5 separate regions of the Mus musculus genome follow, and regions 1, 3, 4 and 5 are each linked to region 2. Evidence: chromatin contacts called from public HiChIP or PLAC-seq and promoter capture Hi-C data. All regions are on one chromosome and are shown on one strand. The core of a region is the stretch at or near the end of the contact, and the rest is flanking DNA. Distances in the headings are between cores, read along the strand shown. Region 1 holds the start of Rnf214 (ring finger protein 214). Region 2 holds the start of Mpzl2 (myelin protein zero-like 2). Region 3 holds the start of Pafah1b2 (platelet-activating factor acetylhydrolase, isoform 1b, subunit 2). Region 4 has its middle 4.7 kb from the start of Bcl9l. Region 5 holds the start of Slc37a4 (solute carrier family 37 (glucose-6-phosphate transporter), member 4).

Region 1 (2,700 bases), core at 41-2,540, 860 kb after region 2:
GTTCCCATTCCTGCTTTTATTTTGACAGCATCCCATGAATAGAATATCTCTGAACCCAGAAGAATGCACAAGAGCAGATACCGAGTCGGGCTGAATCAATAGTCACAGCTCAGTGCCTCAGTTTCCTCTCATAATAAAAAGCTCCTAGGTGAAAATGGGCCCTGAAACGCCATTATTGCATCTCGGATGCAATCAGTCTGCCTACAATAGGGTCGAGATCATTGCCTCCAACAGGGAACAAGGTCTGGGTCACCGATGCCCAGTAAACGAAAACCTTAGGGCAAGGGTCATACGTGAAACTCCGCAGCTAGAGCCCCAAACGAGAGGGATGGGGGGTGGGGTCGCACATCTGGCTCAAGAGCCCAGTGTGCCCAAGGGAATCCCGCAAGGCAGTGATGGTCACCAGTCAGGCGGCGACGCAGAAGGGGACAATGGGGGGAAGCTGCGCCGGGTGGTCACCGCCACTCTTCACAGGGAGCTGCCGCTACGCTGGCCCTTGGCACTGGCCAGCGCCACCTCCACCCCTTCCCCTCCGTCCTCACCGGCCGCCAGCTCCCGTCCCACTCCCAGGCCGGGCTCCCGCCCCTGTCCCCGCCGCCCCCTCCCCGCCGCCCCCTCCTCCTCCGCCGCGCCCCCCTAGTCCCGCCGTCCCGACCCGCGCGCGCCGCCCCGCACACACCTCCCGCGCCGCGCCCCCGGGGAGCCAAGCGGGGGGGAGGGAAGGGACGCACCTGAGCGGGCGGAGCGGGGGAGGGGGCGGCCAAGCCTGGGGGAGGGGTCGAGCGCTGGCCCGCGCGCGGCACCTCCCACTTCCGGCGGCGCGAGCGCAAGGGGGCGAGGCCGGGGCGGCGAGAGGAGCGGAACCCGCGGGGTGAGCGGCCGCCACCGACGGCGCCCTCTGGCGGCAGGCGCGGACAGCGACCGGACAACGGAGCCGCTGAGGGGACCAGCCCTGAGACCCAAGCGGAGCCCGAGGGACACGCGGGCCAGAGAGACGGCGGCCGGATGGAGGCGAGAGCCTCTCTGAGGAGTTTATGGGGAAGAGTCAAGGCTATGGCAGTCCGACGGAGAAGAGCCGCGAGGGGTGTTTAGAGGTCGGAACCGGGATGGTCCTTACAGAGGACGCCATGAAGGACGAGGGCCCTGTGGCGGAGGGGGTCCTGTGGCGGAGGACACGAGGATTCGAGGCGCCGGAACTCCCACAGCCCTCACGGGCCTGTGACAGAAGCTGTCGGCGGAGCGCCCGGAGCTCGGCCCGCTGGTCAAGAGGCCGCAGGCCCAGCCGCTGATTGGCTGCGGCGCCGGGCGGAAGTGATGTCGCTGTCAGTGGCGCCTCCGGCTCCGGGGAAGCCGAGAGTTTCCGTAGGGTGGGGGCTGCGGCGGCAGCAGCAGCAGCGACAGTAGCAACAGAGGCTGTGGGTGAGTCGGGAAGAAATGTAGTGGAGGCTGGACCTCGGATATACGGGGGACCATGGACCGGGGCTGGTCGGCGTCTGCGGAGGAGGTCCTTCGCTGAGGGCACCTTGGGTCCTGGCGTGGGCGACCCCAGAGGGACCGGGTCTCCGGGTCGTAGGTTCCGGACAGCATCGGTCCTAAGGAGAGAGAGGCACATTGCACGGAGCAGCTGAGTCCGCGTGGGAGTGGGGGCATCAGAAAACTCACTCTGTACAGACCCTGGTTCCTGTGAGTGGGGAGGCGGGGCTTGAAGGACGGTGGTTTAAGAGCAGAATCTTGAGCAGGAAAGGTGCCCGTCTACCTTAGTTGAGGGTGATGGGAGTCTATTTTCAGAAAGTGCTTAAGATTTCTTGCTCAGAGGTCTGAGAATAAGTGCTGCTGTGCCTCTGGACCACAGGGAGAAAAAAACAAACAAACAAACAAAACAAAACAAAAACAAAACTCGGTTTCTCTTCCAGAAATCTCTGTTGGAACCTACAGAGATTGTAGGAGCCTGCCTGAGTGGATGGCTGCTATCAAACCAGACTTTGGATTTACTTATATGCAGACTAGGGAAGACACCTGGGTATCTTGGGCCAAATTGAAGCAGCCCCAGGGGCAGGAAGAATGTAATAGGAAATATGCCATGGAACTTAAGGACATGGTGGCCCACACCTATAATAACAGCAGTAAAGGGGTGGAAGCAAGAGTTCTCAGCCAACCTTTATTATATAAAGAAAGCTTGTTTAAGCCGGATGTTGGTGGCACACACCTTTGTTATCCCAGCACTCTGGAAGCGGAAGCAGGCTGGCTCTCTTGAGTTCCAGGCCAGCCTGGTATACAGAGGAAGGGAGGTCCAAGGAGTCTTTGGTAAAACAGTCTTTCCAGAATGTTTTAAGTCGGTACCATCCAAGTGTATGTCTGGACACCAAGACTGCTGCAGTGTGGGCTTGGTAGACAGTAGTGAGTTTTAAATGAGCTCAAGACCCCACATGTGCCTTGTTCCTGCCCCCACAGTTGCTCGAAAGTTCTAATTTGGTGGGGTTTTTTCCCCTTTGAGTGGTTGAAGACAGGGCTGGAGCCTGTGCCCTCACTGAAAATCCAACTTGGTGAGACGGGGCCAGCTCCTTAGTCCTTCTTGCCAGTCATTTCCTCTCTCCCAGTTACCCACATGCACTTATACTACATTTTATTTCCATTATCTGGCTTTCTCCCTGATTGACAGTTAGGTCTTGCTAAGCCCTTAAAGAAGCAAATGAAAATAAC
Region 2 (2,700 bases), core at 8-2,507:
CCCCCATCTAGCTTACTTCTTTAAAAATTTAAATTACATTTTAACTAGTCTTTCCCTCCCTCTCCCCTCCCCCACCCCGTGTCTCTGTCTCTCTGTTGCATGTGTGCATGTGCACCATAGCGCGCGCGCGCGCGTGTGTGTGTATGTGTGTGTGTGTGTGTGTGTGTGTGTGTGTGTGTGTGTGTAGGTCAAAAGGCAGTTTTCAGGGTTTGATTCTCTCCTTCTACCACGTGGGTTCCTTAGACCGGACTCAGGTGGCCAGGCTCCTTGGCTTGGTGCCAATACTTATGTCGTAGCCTCCACCCACTTTTTAACTGCATTCGGTCTTGGTTGCCTCTGTTTGCCAGCTTGCTGTTGTGCCTCTTACCAGATGAAGCCCTTTATCTCCGCGTTTCAGGCCTCTCAGATAGGTGGCTGTCCTCAAAATGGCAGTTGAAATCTGGGGCACAGGAAAGGTTTTCTTTTCCTTGAGAGTTCACTGATCACCCCTATCAGGCTTTTGGTTTGTGGGCAGGGAACTCACGCAAGTCAGGAAGCTTCCCATGGGGCTGTGGGTGTAGCTCCGTGCCAGAACACTTGCTTAGTAAGTACAAGGTCATGAGTTTAGTCCTGAGTATTGCCAAAGCTGGGCAGTGACTCCCCAACTTCAAGGTCCAGCCTGGGCTACATGGTGAGACAGTCTCAAACAATAACATAGAACACACAAAGATTATGGGCAATTGCTTCCCTCCTGAGCGTTTTTTTTTTTTTTCCTTCCAGTACAGGGTTTCTCTCTGTAGCCCTGGCTGTCCTGGAACTCACTCTGTAGACCAGGCTGGCCTCGAACTCAGAAAGAACTCAGAAATTCGCCTGCCTCTGCTTCCCAAGTGCTGGGAGTAAAGGTGTGCGCCGCCACCGCCAGGCTCTAAGAGGTTACTCTTTACGCTGTTAAAATGGTATTCCTTTCCATAGGATTGTGGAGAGAAAAGGATGCCCAGAAAAGTCCTTTGCAAACTGCCCTAAGCTGGGAGAAAGGAGCAGGGGAGTTGCTCTGAGCTGAGAAAGGAACCAGCATTGAGACTTGGTTTCTTTCTGCTGAGTCTCAGGAGAGCCTGTTCACACCAGAGGGTCTCAAGGAATTCCCAGAACTGATGGGTGCGGTGAGTCAGGCCCTAGGCTGATTCCAAGGACAGGAATCACTGCAAAACTTTCAATGTTCACTTCCTAGGCAAGACTAAAGTCTGTTTTAAAAGGGTGTGTGTGGGCCAAGTTCAGAGCAGTCTGGGACATTTCAAACTGGCACCACCTCCTCTGGCTGCTTGTGAGGCCATCCGGAGGCCAGGGCTCGGTCAGATGAACGGAAAAGTAAAGAGAGGACCGCAGAGTCTGAGACCTTTGCGCAGAGGGCTGGAGTGTGGAGAGGGGCGGGAGGGAGAATCAGGAGGAGGGCGCTGGGTGCGGAGGCCCCACCTTTCATTCCAGAGCTGTACCGGCCGGGGCGGGATGAGTCACGACTGGTTGGCTCCGCTGTGCGCCTTCCCATAGGTGAGGGACTCGGACCTCTCCGTGGGTAAACTGTGCCGCCTGCTCGTCCTAGCCTTGGCCTTGGTTGGGTGCTGGAGTCCTGGGTCTGCCGGGTTTGGCCTCTGGGGCCACGACTGGCTTTCCCTGATGTATGGCAAGAGCCCCGCGCTTGTGCTTCCACTTCTCCTGAGTTTACAGCTCACAGGTAAGAACTGGCGGGCTTCTAGGATTTTCTACCATTGCCGCCCATTCTGTAAAGACAGAGCTCATGGCTTGAAGAAATCTCAAGGGCTCCGTTGGGAGATCGTGCCCCAACTGCAATTCGTTCTAGTCCAGACTTCGCCGAAACTTCAGTTCGGTGGGTTGCTTTGGGGCAGTACTTTGGGCAAACAGGTTTAGGTGTGTTTGGCCGCCCGTGATTGAGGCACACAGAGGGCTTTCTGATCTCAGGTTACACACCATCTTTGTGTGGCTGCTCTCAACCTCGGGCTGCTGGCTAGATTTGGCCCTTGGATTTCCGTGGGAGGATTTTGTCTGCGACTCCCTGCAGCACCAGAGAGCAAACCTGGATTGTCAGAGCGAGAGTCCCGCTGTGGTTTTGAAGCTGTCCCAACCAATGCACGTACCAGACTTGTAAATAAGCCACGTGGTGTAAGGCTTCCAGGGGTGCAGGCAAGCGCAACTGCTGGGGTGGATTGACCTGCAGGCTAGCAGCAGCCCCAAGTCTACATGTAGGAAAACTTCCCTGCTTGGAGACTTCTTTTTTCCACAAAACAAAACAAAACAAAAAAACATACTGTGTTGCTTGATCGTAATACGCCACGTCTGACCAACGTTTGGATTTTTGTTTCTTCTTTCCATCTCCTTTGCTGATGTTTGTAGTTTCTGGTTATAGTTCTGAAATTGGTGCGGTAAGGCTGTGAAGAAAGTGAGAACACCAGGTAGTTTTACCTCTAATTGGCCCTCGGGATGGGAGGGTCAAAGCTGTGTGCAGGCAGGAGTATGTAGACTCCTGGTGAAGTGAATTTGAAGGTTGGCTTACTTGGAAAGTGTCAGCGTTTTTTTCTCAATGATACACCACTGTTAACCTCTTCCTTCCCTCCATTGCAGCCCTTTGTCCTACAGAAGCTGTGGAAATTTACACCTCCGGGGCCCTGGAGGCAGTCAACGGGACAGATGTTCGGTTAAAATGCACTT
Region 3 (2,700 bases), core at 100-2,599, 940 kb after region 2:
AGAATGAAAAGATTTAGGATGCTTCCATTAAGGCCTGAGGCTTTTCATTTTGCTTCAGAGAGTTGGCAGAATTATTCTGAAGAGGAAGGCAAGCCTCGTCCAGAATGCCCTGCCCCGGTCTCTGGTGGGCGGCCCCCCAGGATCCAGCCCATCCATAATTTATTATCAAGTGCCCATGCCAACAAATTAATGCACAATGATTCCCTCCCCTGCTCTCCCACAAGGAGGCAACCTTTAAGTCTGAACAATGTGCCCAGAGAAGGAACTGACGGGCAGACACAAGCCTCATCCAAGGGAAAGATAAGCTTGCATTTTTCTCTTTTCCACACCTTTTCCTCTGGCCCATTCTCTCCACTCAACTCAACGCTGTAGAAAATGCAAGTCTAGGACCTGCTCTTAGCGTCTTGGTGCCCTTCCCTTTGTCCATAGCCACGTTCTTCAGAGACGCCAACGCTTTATGGCTTTGGGTTTCCTTAAGATCCGTATATACATGATGAAAGGCAACGTCAGCCTGGGAGCTATGGAAAGGATAACGAGTCACTCTGCCATGAGTAACTCAAACCTGGAGACCACAGGCTCTGACCCGCTAAGTGGACATGGACCACAAGGGCTGGGGAGAGGAAACACACCTCCAAGGAAACTACTCACTGACAGATGTACCTGGCTGGCGGTAGGCCATCGGCCAAGTCACCAACGCCTGGGCCTCGTCGCCGAATGAAGTGGGTGACCCTTAAGGCTAGCCTCTACCAATCCTTTCAGAGCCCTGACACGGGTCTTTGGGAAGTATAAGCGAAGGCAACAGAGAAGTTTCGAATGAGGAGACAATTTTCGACGAGAAGGGCAAAGAGCGTGATCCGTTAAAAAAAAAAAAAAGGCACAACCCAGTCACAGGCTTGGGCCTAGAGGTCCCACCCCGGGGATGGAGGGAAAAGGCGACAGCTGAGGCAGGAGGCCGGGCCAGGGGACCCGCGGGCCGCTCAGCCGCTGGCCAGGGTGGAACCAGGGCGCCGCAGGGCAGCGGCGACGGCGCGGGGCCCCGGAGGCCCTGCAGGGCGACAGCGCGGGGCGCGGCGGGGGAGGGGCGGCGTGGGGGAGGGGAGCCGGGCCTCACAATACCGGCTCGCCCGCGCGTCCCACCCGTCACGACGAGGCCCCGGCTCCGCGGTCCCCACGATGCACTCACACAGGCAGAGGGTCCGTGCGGGGCCCTCAGCGGCTGCGGCGTCGGCGGGTTGCGCTTCAGTCGCTCGCTTGATCCCGACGGCCGCGTTCCGGCGCGCGTCCCCTCCTCGGGCCCCAGCACCAAGCAGCAGCGCCTCCACTTCCGGTCCCCCTGCCACTCGGGCAAATGGCTTCCGGAAGTCCCGCCCCTGGCTGCGGGGCTAGTTGCGGGGCGGGTGCGCCTCACTTTCCCTCGCAGTGCGCGCTCTTTGCTTGGCGCACAGGTCTACCGTCCCTGCCAAGTACTGACTTTGTTCTCTTTCTTTCCCCGACTTGAGCCTCCATCTTTCCTGTAACTGCCTTCCTGTCCTGATAGGATGACGGAAACTATCCGGAGATGGCCTTAGAGACAGTGTAGCTTGACCTCTCGCTGACGCTACTCCCTTCTTAGCCACTGATTTCCTCCACCGATGGGATAAACCAGATTGCAGAGAATGGGGAGAAATAGGCCCGAAGTTAAAAGGGGCAACCCCTACATTTACCAGCAGAATTTCTATGATGATACTCAGAATTGTGTGATAGATACCACTCGGGGAATAACAGAAACCCCAGTCTTTACCTTAGAAATCCATCCAGTTTAGGGGAGTACATAGAGAGTCAATGTAGAGATTAGATGCTAACGGCTGGATAAGTGCAGGACAGATCAGCGCCAAGAGGAGGGGCAAGAGATTGCGTCATCATTAGCAGGGAAACTTGGTGGAGCAGTGCCAGGGCTGGCTCTTTAATGATGGATAGGATTCATTCAAACTCATAATAGTGAATTGCAGAGCATTCCAGGACTCTGAAACTGATTGAGAATGTTCTTGAAACCTGTAAGCCTAAATTATCGAGATAATAAAATAAAATTTCAAATCACTTATGTGCTGCTTGTATTATCTCGAATGCAAAATAAAAATTTCAAGATAATGACTTTGTCACTGCCTCCATAACTCTTCTGCAGATATTCCAGTTACATATGGTACACTAGCAAGATCTCAGTAAGTGCTGTTTTAAGTGTTTTGATCAAGAGAATATCGTAAAGGGTTATTTAAACAGTTTAGTATTAAATACACTGTTAAGAGAAACAACTTGAATTGGTTTCCAATGATAAAGCCCTATGTCTGGGTTGTTTTTGTCAATGACACAAATCAGGGTCATTTGAGGAAGGGAACTTTAAAAATGCCTTCATCCGATTGGCATGTAGGCAGTCTATGAGGGTATTTTCTTGATTAATAATTGATGGGCGTATCCCACTGTGAGTGGTGCCACTTGGCGAAGGTGGCCCTGAGTTGAGTTGTATAAGAGCACACAGTCAGTCAGTAAGAAACGACATTCTATAGCTCCAGTTCCTACCCTGACTTCTCTCTGTGACAGCTGTGATCTGAGAGCTGTAAAGGAAGTAAGTCCTTTCCTCTCCACTTGGCTTTTAGTCATGGTGTTCCCCCTTCTCTCTCTCTCTCTCTCTCTCTCTCTCTCTCTGTCTCTCTGACACACACACAC
Region 4 (2,700 bases), core at 3-2,502, 550 kb before region 2:
AGCTCACGAGAGCTCATGTGCCTGCACCATGGTGCTTAGCTGTTAAGCTGGCCGTGCCTCCTGTGCCCAGCCTCTGGGCCTGCCTGTTCCTTGGGCAGGCTGGGGCTATTTTTGGGATTGGGCTGGGGCTCTGGGGCCGGTTTCAGATGTTCCAACGTGAACAGGAGAAAGCAGGGACAGATGGCTAGAGGGTTCTGATCAGTGGGTCCTGCTGGGAACAGGGTTATTTTTAGGACCTTATTAACCCTTTGGGGCTCTGTGGGGCCACCCTGAGAGGTATTGCCCTTTCTGGTTGAGAAAAGAGCAGGGCTTCGTCCTCAGGCTTCCCCTCTAGTTCTGTGTATCAGCTGCCCTTTCTATCTAAGACCTTCTCTTTAGAGAGTACCATGGCTCCACACTGCATGTGTTTCCCAAAGGGGTCAGACTGGGGGAGGGCTGCAGATCACTGAAAGAGAAGTATCCTTCACTTACCCCCCTGGGTAAGACCTGAGGCTGAGGGAGCTTCAGATGGCTGCTCTCTGCATCCACACATTCTGGGTCGGAGACCCTCAGAGAGCTCAGGGGTGCTCAAGGATGGATGCCTGTTAGTAGAGTGAACAAGCTTCTTCACAGAGTGCAGAGAAAGCCATGCCTTCTCTGCACGGGGATGATGCCCATAAGCCCTGCTTGCCTGAATACTCACAAGGCAACTCTCTAGATGGTTCTTCTCATTACAAATGCACCTTCCTGACATGCCGCGTTCTTGGGAACTATGTCAGGAAAGAGAGGGTGCCCAAGGGATTTGGTTGAGGGCTAATGTGTCGTAGACATTTTTAGGTAGTTTCTGGTAATGACCTCACTTTGTGATTTTGCCTGTGAGGGAACCGAGGCTCAGAGGGATGAAGAGGTGGACAAGGTTCAGCAGTTTAGAAGAGGCTCCATGGGACTGGCACTCGCCCTGCCCAACTACAGATTATTCTTTTGTAACCCCATGCATGCCAGGATGCATGGTCAAGGCTACTGTAGGCAACAGAACTTGTCACGGGAAAGTTTATGGAGTGGATGTGAGAAAGGAGGCCTTAGAGCAGGGGACCCTGCTTGTCACTGCTTTCACTGTCCTGTAGGTCCTGTAAGTCCTTCTTGCCCGAGGGTGCCAGGACTGACACTAGAAACCCAGTTTGGCCTTCCTGTCTGCCCTGCAGGAGATCACAGGCACACATCCTGTCTCATCACCCCACCCCCACTAGCCCTGGCCCACAAGCCCCTGCTTCCTGGAGGGTCATGGCTGTCTGCATGTCAACGTAGACAGAGGAGCTCGTGGCTACTCAGGTGCTGCCGGTGCCAAGAGCTTGGGCCAGGCCGGCAAGGCAAGGGATGGAGGATGTGTCTGCCTCTGGCAGTACCTGGGGGAGAGAGCAGAGTGTGGCAGGCAGTCTCTGGGCGAGGTCCCACCCGTGGTGCGCTGGCTGTGCCAGTAGCCTGCCCGCACTCCACTCCTCCCACAATGGCCCCATTGTTTCCAGTAGCCAGGCAGTTTGGAGGAGGTTCCTCGGTCACCCATGCCCCCCCTAAATAGGGGCCAGATTAACCCCTTGGGAGACTCGGACCAGGTGAAGGTCCCAGGAAGCTACCTGGCTCAGTTTTCCCCTGTTGAAGGGAAGCTTGAGGTGTCATTCCTTACCCACGTGCATACAGCAGCAGGCCACCTCCTGACACTGGGGTCACCCATCAGGAAGAGGTAGCACCTAGACCCTCCCCTGCCCCCACTCTAGTACAGGTGCCAGGGGGCAGGAAGTGCCAGTAGGGTGGCAGTGCAGTCCAGATATATCTGGGCGGTGGGGCTAATTCCAGCCACCACCGTTGGCTCCGCTGGCTTCTGCACTCCTTTCCTTCCTGTGAAACCAGAGCTGGGTTGGGCCCAGCTCAGGATTTCGGTGGATTTAAAGAGGCAGCCCATCTCTGCCAGCTTGGCTTCCTTCCCCCTCCCCAGGTGGGGTCTGAGGCCTAGAGAGGCCTAGAGGCCTTTGAGCACCTCATTTGCCCTGGGCTAACCCCTGGCCCGGGCCTCAGTCAGGGTACTAGGCACTCCTCTCTCCCAGAGCCTTGGGCGGGTGGGGTGGGCGGGGGTGGGCTGTGGTTTCCTGTGTTGGCTGTTTGTGCCTGGCCCAGAGTGCCCGCTGCCTGCCTGGGCTTCCTGCCCTGTCTTGTTTCCTAGTGCTCTCCCCCCTCCCCACCCCTCTCCCTAGGGGGAGGGAGTAACTAGGGATTGGGCATCAGTCTTTTGGGGGCACCCTACTGCCAGGGCATGATTACTTCCTGAGGTCTGGACTCACTGGTAATGGCTGAAAGAGCCAAAAGAAGTGAGGTGAACTTAGGCCTGTCCTGGCAAGGCCATTTGTCCCCACAGGCTCCAGAGGGACAGTGGTCCAGCAAGAGTAGAACTAATCTCCCACAGGCATTCTGTTTAAAGATCCTGCATTGCAAAGGTCTAGGATCAGCAGACTTGACGGTCCTGCAGGGTTAGGATTGTATGACCTTACCCTGGGGCTATAGGTGGGGCAGGCTGGAAACTCCCAGGTGAAGCCTCCTAAGCAAAACTGGTTTATTTGCATGGACTCCTGGGAGGGGAGTTGTAGCTAGGAAGGGGGGCAGGACCCCACCCCACCCCCAAGCCTGGAAGTCCCCACCTAGAGGGTCCCCACTAAAATAACACCTTGGGTC
Region 5 (2,700 bases), core at 44-2,543, 640 kb before region 2:
CTCCCCTGACTTCCGACTACGCCGGAGGCTGTCCGGGTGACTGCCCTTCCGGGATGGCGACAGTTCCACGGCCCAGGGACAGCGCTCTTGCAGATGCGGTGCCCTCGTGGCTGCAGCGCACAGTCTCCGCAGCTCTCTTGCTCCTGTCCCCAGGACCCGCAGTTCCCAGCCAGGAGTCGGGTGTCCCGGGTGGCTTGAGGACACGGGGTGCTCGGCAGGTGGCAAGCGGCGCCGCCTGCCCATCCTGACTGGCAGAGCCTAGGCTGCCAGAGCGAGGGGCCTCCCGAGGCTACGTGCGGCTTCTCTCGCCTACGCCTTGTGCTCCAGCGGCTGTGCAGCGGAGCAGAAAGCTGCGGTGGCGTGCTTCGGGGACCCACAGCCCCGCAGTACGGACCCCCTACTGATGTCGCAGGGTAATAGGGATCCAGAGGCAGTTCCAAGGGGGTCTCATCCAGACCTAAGCCCTAGGCGCGCCTTCTGCGTGTCATTGCAGGGTGAACTGAGGGGCTTGTCCCCCCGTTTAATTTTGCAACTACTGCAGTTATCTCGCTCCTTACCTACTGTTGTTCCTTGCACATTTCAGTGACAGAGGCCAGCCTTAGTGGAAAAAGGAGAATGGGAAATTCCAGAAATAAACGATAGGCTTTAAGAAACTTTTACTATGGTGCCTCATTGTGTTTTACTATTTACTTACTAGGTCTAATTTATGTATCTACCTTTTATCACTGTGTGTATAAGGAAAGTGTATGCGCTGTTCCCTACCACCATGAGGAGTTCAAGAAATATATCCCCCAATGAAGGGGATACCTATTAGGAAACTGTACTCCATTGTGTGCTAAGCATTTGGTGAAGGCTCAGCAGTGGGTGTGGGGTTGTTTTTAAGGTATGTGGTTGATTGAATGAACCTGGGGGGTAGGAACCGATCTAGTGCCTTTCACAATGTCCGGCAGCCTGGCACCGCAAAGGAACCTGAGAGAATGAGAAAGTTCATTGACCAAGGGAGTAGGGCTATACTGAGAGCTTGCTCTGCTCATCCTACCCGAGCCTCCCCTGGGCTTGTGCAGACAAAAGTAATTAGGCTGAGCCTTTAATCACAGCTGGCTTCACAGGCAAGAAGACTTGGGAAAGGAGGGAAGGGCAAGCAGTCCTGGGGACCCTCTCCTCCCCCGGTTTGGCTCTCAGTAACCTGTTTTCTTGTCTCTCTCAGGACACTGGGTTCCCTGGTTGCTGCCCCAGGCTTAATGATTGTCCAGAAGGCGGCTATAAAGAGCCTGGGTGGAGGAGAGAGAAAGCGCACAGAAAAACACAGCTCAGCAGATCCAGGCACTAAAGAGAGCTAGCTGCAAGCAGGAGCAGTCAAGAATCTGTGGTCAGAAGTACTGGAGTGGGCCAGCAGGGCCAGCTTTTTCTACCATGGCAGCCCAAGGCTACGGCTACTATCGCACTGTCATATTTGCGGCCATGTTTGGAGGCTACAGCCTGTACTATTTCAACCGCAAAACCTTCTCCTTTGTCATGCCCTCCTTGGTGGATGAGATCGCTCTGGACAAGGACGATTTGGGTAAGCCATGGAAGGGCAGGGTGGTGGGCTGTGGGATACACCATTTGGAGTATGGTTTGTCCAAGCATGGGGGGTTTCAAGCTTGTATCAGGTGGAGAGGCTGAGCTCCATGTGCCTGGGTGTGGGTGTACATGTGAAACCAGTGCTTAGCCGGTGTATATGCCTGGCACCCACACGTGCCCAGGAGGTGCTACTGGGAGCGGGTAGCAAGGTTTTCACACCTGTTCGTGCATGCTGCACCTGCAGGTCACGGTGAACACTGGGAGAGTAGCACCATGATTTGATGTGTCCTGCGTGCTACCTGCCAGGGGGAATAAGATCTTTGACTCTAGAGTCCTTCGCATTCAGACGTGTTTGGGCTTTTGGCGAGCATTCAGAGTGAGGTGGGAACTGCATATTCCAGGGGTAAAGAAAGAAAGAAATCCAAGAGGCTGAGAAGGTCCAAGTCAGCCTGGGCCTGTGATGCACGGCTCAGCAGGCAGGAGAGTGTCAAATCCGGGAAGGAACCTGTCTCACCCTGCCAGGCACCTGTACACACCTGACCCCTTACCTTCCTCCGCCCCTCCTGTGCCTCTGCCCTGTCCCTAACCCCTCAGGTGTCCTGCTCCCTGCTCCCCTTCGCTGCAGGGCTCATCACAAGCAGCCAGTCGGCAGCCTACGCCATCAGCAAGTTTGTGAGCGGGGTTCTGTCAGATCAGATGAGCGCCCGCTGGCTCTTCTCCTCTGGGCTGCTCCTGGTTGGTCTGGTCAACGTAGTCTTCTCATGGAGCTCCACAGTGTCAGCCTTTGCTGCTCTTTGGTTTCTTAATGGTCTGGCACAGGGGCTGGGCTGGCCCCCCTGTGGGAAGATCCTGAGGAAGGTGAGTGCATCTGATGAGCCTGAGGGGGAGGGCACCCAGTGGGCACTTGGGAGCACCTCTTCTTACACAACCCTTCCACCCCTAACCCATAGCAGGTTCCTTAGGAGTTCCCTGCCAGCTCCTGCTGCTGTTGGGATATTTTAGGAGCCTGAGGGTGGTGGGATCGGGTGGCAGACGAGGGACTGGGCTCCGCCAAGTAGAAGCACTCTTCCCTCATCCCTGTAATGTGAGTGTCTAGGTCTGCCACACTCGAGCTGCTCCTTCTGTGTGGCCTCTAAG

Evidence for each region. Promoter capture Hi-C pulls out the DNA fragments that hold promoters and counts their contacts. HiChIP or PLAC-seq counts read pairs in DNA pulled down with a chosen protein or histone mark.
Region 1: a contact with region 2 is called in a promoter capture Hi-C map of embryonic stem cells. The contact joins the promoter of Rnf214 here to the promoter of Mpzl2 in region 2. A contact is called at or near these places in 5 of 39 promoter capture datasets (cranial neural crest, embryonic stem cells, liver and 1 more), 1 of 115 datasets of contacts at active chromatin or transcription factors (extraembryonic endoderm stem cells) and 1 of 9 other capture datasets (pancreatic islet).
Region 3: a contact with region 2 is called in an H3K27ac HiChIP or PLAC-seq map of extraembryonic endoderm stem cells, with 4 times the contacts expected there. The contact joins the promoter of Pafah1b2 here to the promoter of Mpzl2 in region 2. A contact is called at or near these places in 1 of 115 datasets of contacts at active chromatin or transcription factors (extraembryonic endoderm stem cells) and 1 of 9 other capture datasets (adipose tissue).
Region 4: a FOXA1 HiChIP or PLAC-seq map of pancreatic cancer cells shows a contact between it and region 2. The contact joins the enhancer-like site here to the promoter of Mpzl2 in region 2. A contact is called at or near these places in 2 of 39 promoter capture datasets (embryonic stem cells and pre-B cells), 1 of 484 Hi-C or Micro-C datasets (CD4 T cells) and 2 of 115 datasets of contacts at active chromatin or transcription factors (bone marrow-derived macrophages and pancreatic cancer cells).
Region 5: an HNF4G HiChIP or PLAC-seq map of pancreatic cancer cells shows a contact between it and region 2. The contact joins the promoter of Slc37a4 here to the promoter of Mpzl2 in region 2. A contact is called at or near these places in 3 of 115 datasets of contacts at active chromatin or transcription factors (effector CD8 T cells, embryonic limb bud and pancreatic cancer cells).

The regions. Positions count from the first base shown.
Region 1 is chr9:45,905,621-45,908,320 of GRCm38.p6, forward strand. Rnf214 (ring finger protein 214) reads right to left here and starts at 1,291. Exons shown (of 14, transcript NM_178709.5): 1 at 732-1,291. It overlaps Pcsk7 (proprotein convertase subtilisin/kexin type 7), which reads left to right and starts at 949. Exons shown (of 17, transcript NM_008794.2): 1 at 949-1,419.
Region 2 is chr9:45,041,087-45,043,786 of GRCm38.p6, forward strand. Mpzl2 (myelin protein zero-like 2) reads left to right here and starts at 1,258. Exons shown (of 6, transcript NM_007962.4): 1 at 1,258-1,708; 2 at 2,614-2,700. The coding sequence starts at 1,651.
Region 3 is chr9:45,983,522-45,986,221 of GRCm38.p6, forward strand. It overlaps Pafah1b2 (platelet-activating factor acetylhydrolase, isoform 1b, subunit 2), which reads right to left and starts at 1,350. Exons shown (of 6, transcript NM_008775.3): 1 at 1,184-1,350.
Region 4 is chr9:44,493,114-44,495,813 of GRCm38.p6, forward strand. It overlaps a transcript of Bcl9l not described here. Among named protein-coding and RNA genes, the nearest start is that of Bcl9l, 4.7 kb to the right of the region's middle. Within about 2 kb of position 1,253, at least 151 of the 459 cell types and tissues checked have an H3K27ac peak or open chromatin away from gene starts, as enhancers often do. A contact at or near this core is called in bone marrow-derived macrophages, pancreatic cancer cells and pre-B cells, where this site is marked.
Region 5 is chr9:44,397,061-44,399,760 of GRCm38.p6, forward strand. Slc37a4 (solute carrier family 37 (glucose-6-phosphate transporter), member 4) reads left to right here and starts at 1,294. Exons shown (of 8, transcript NM_008063.3): 1 at 1,294-1,561; 2 at 2,189-2,421. The coding sequence starts at 1,414.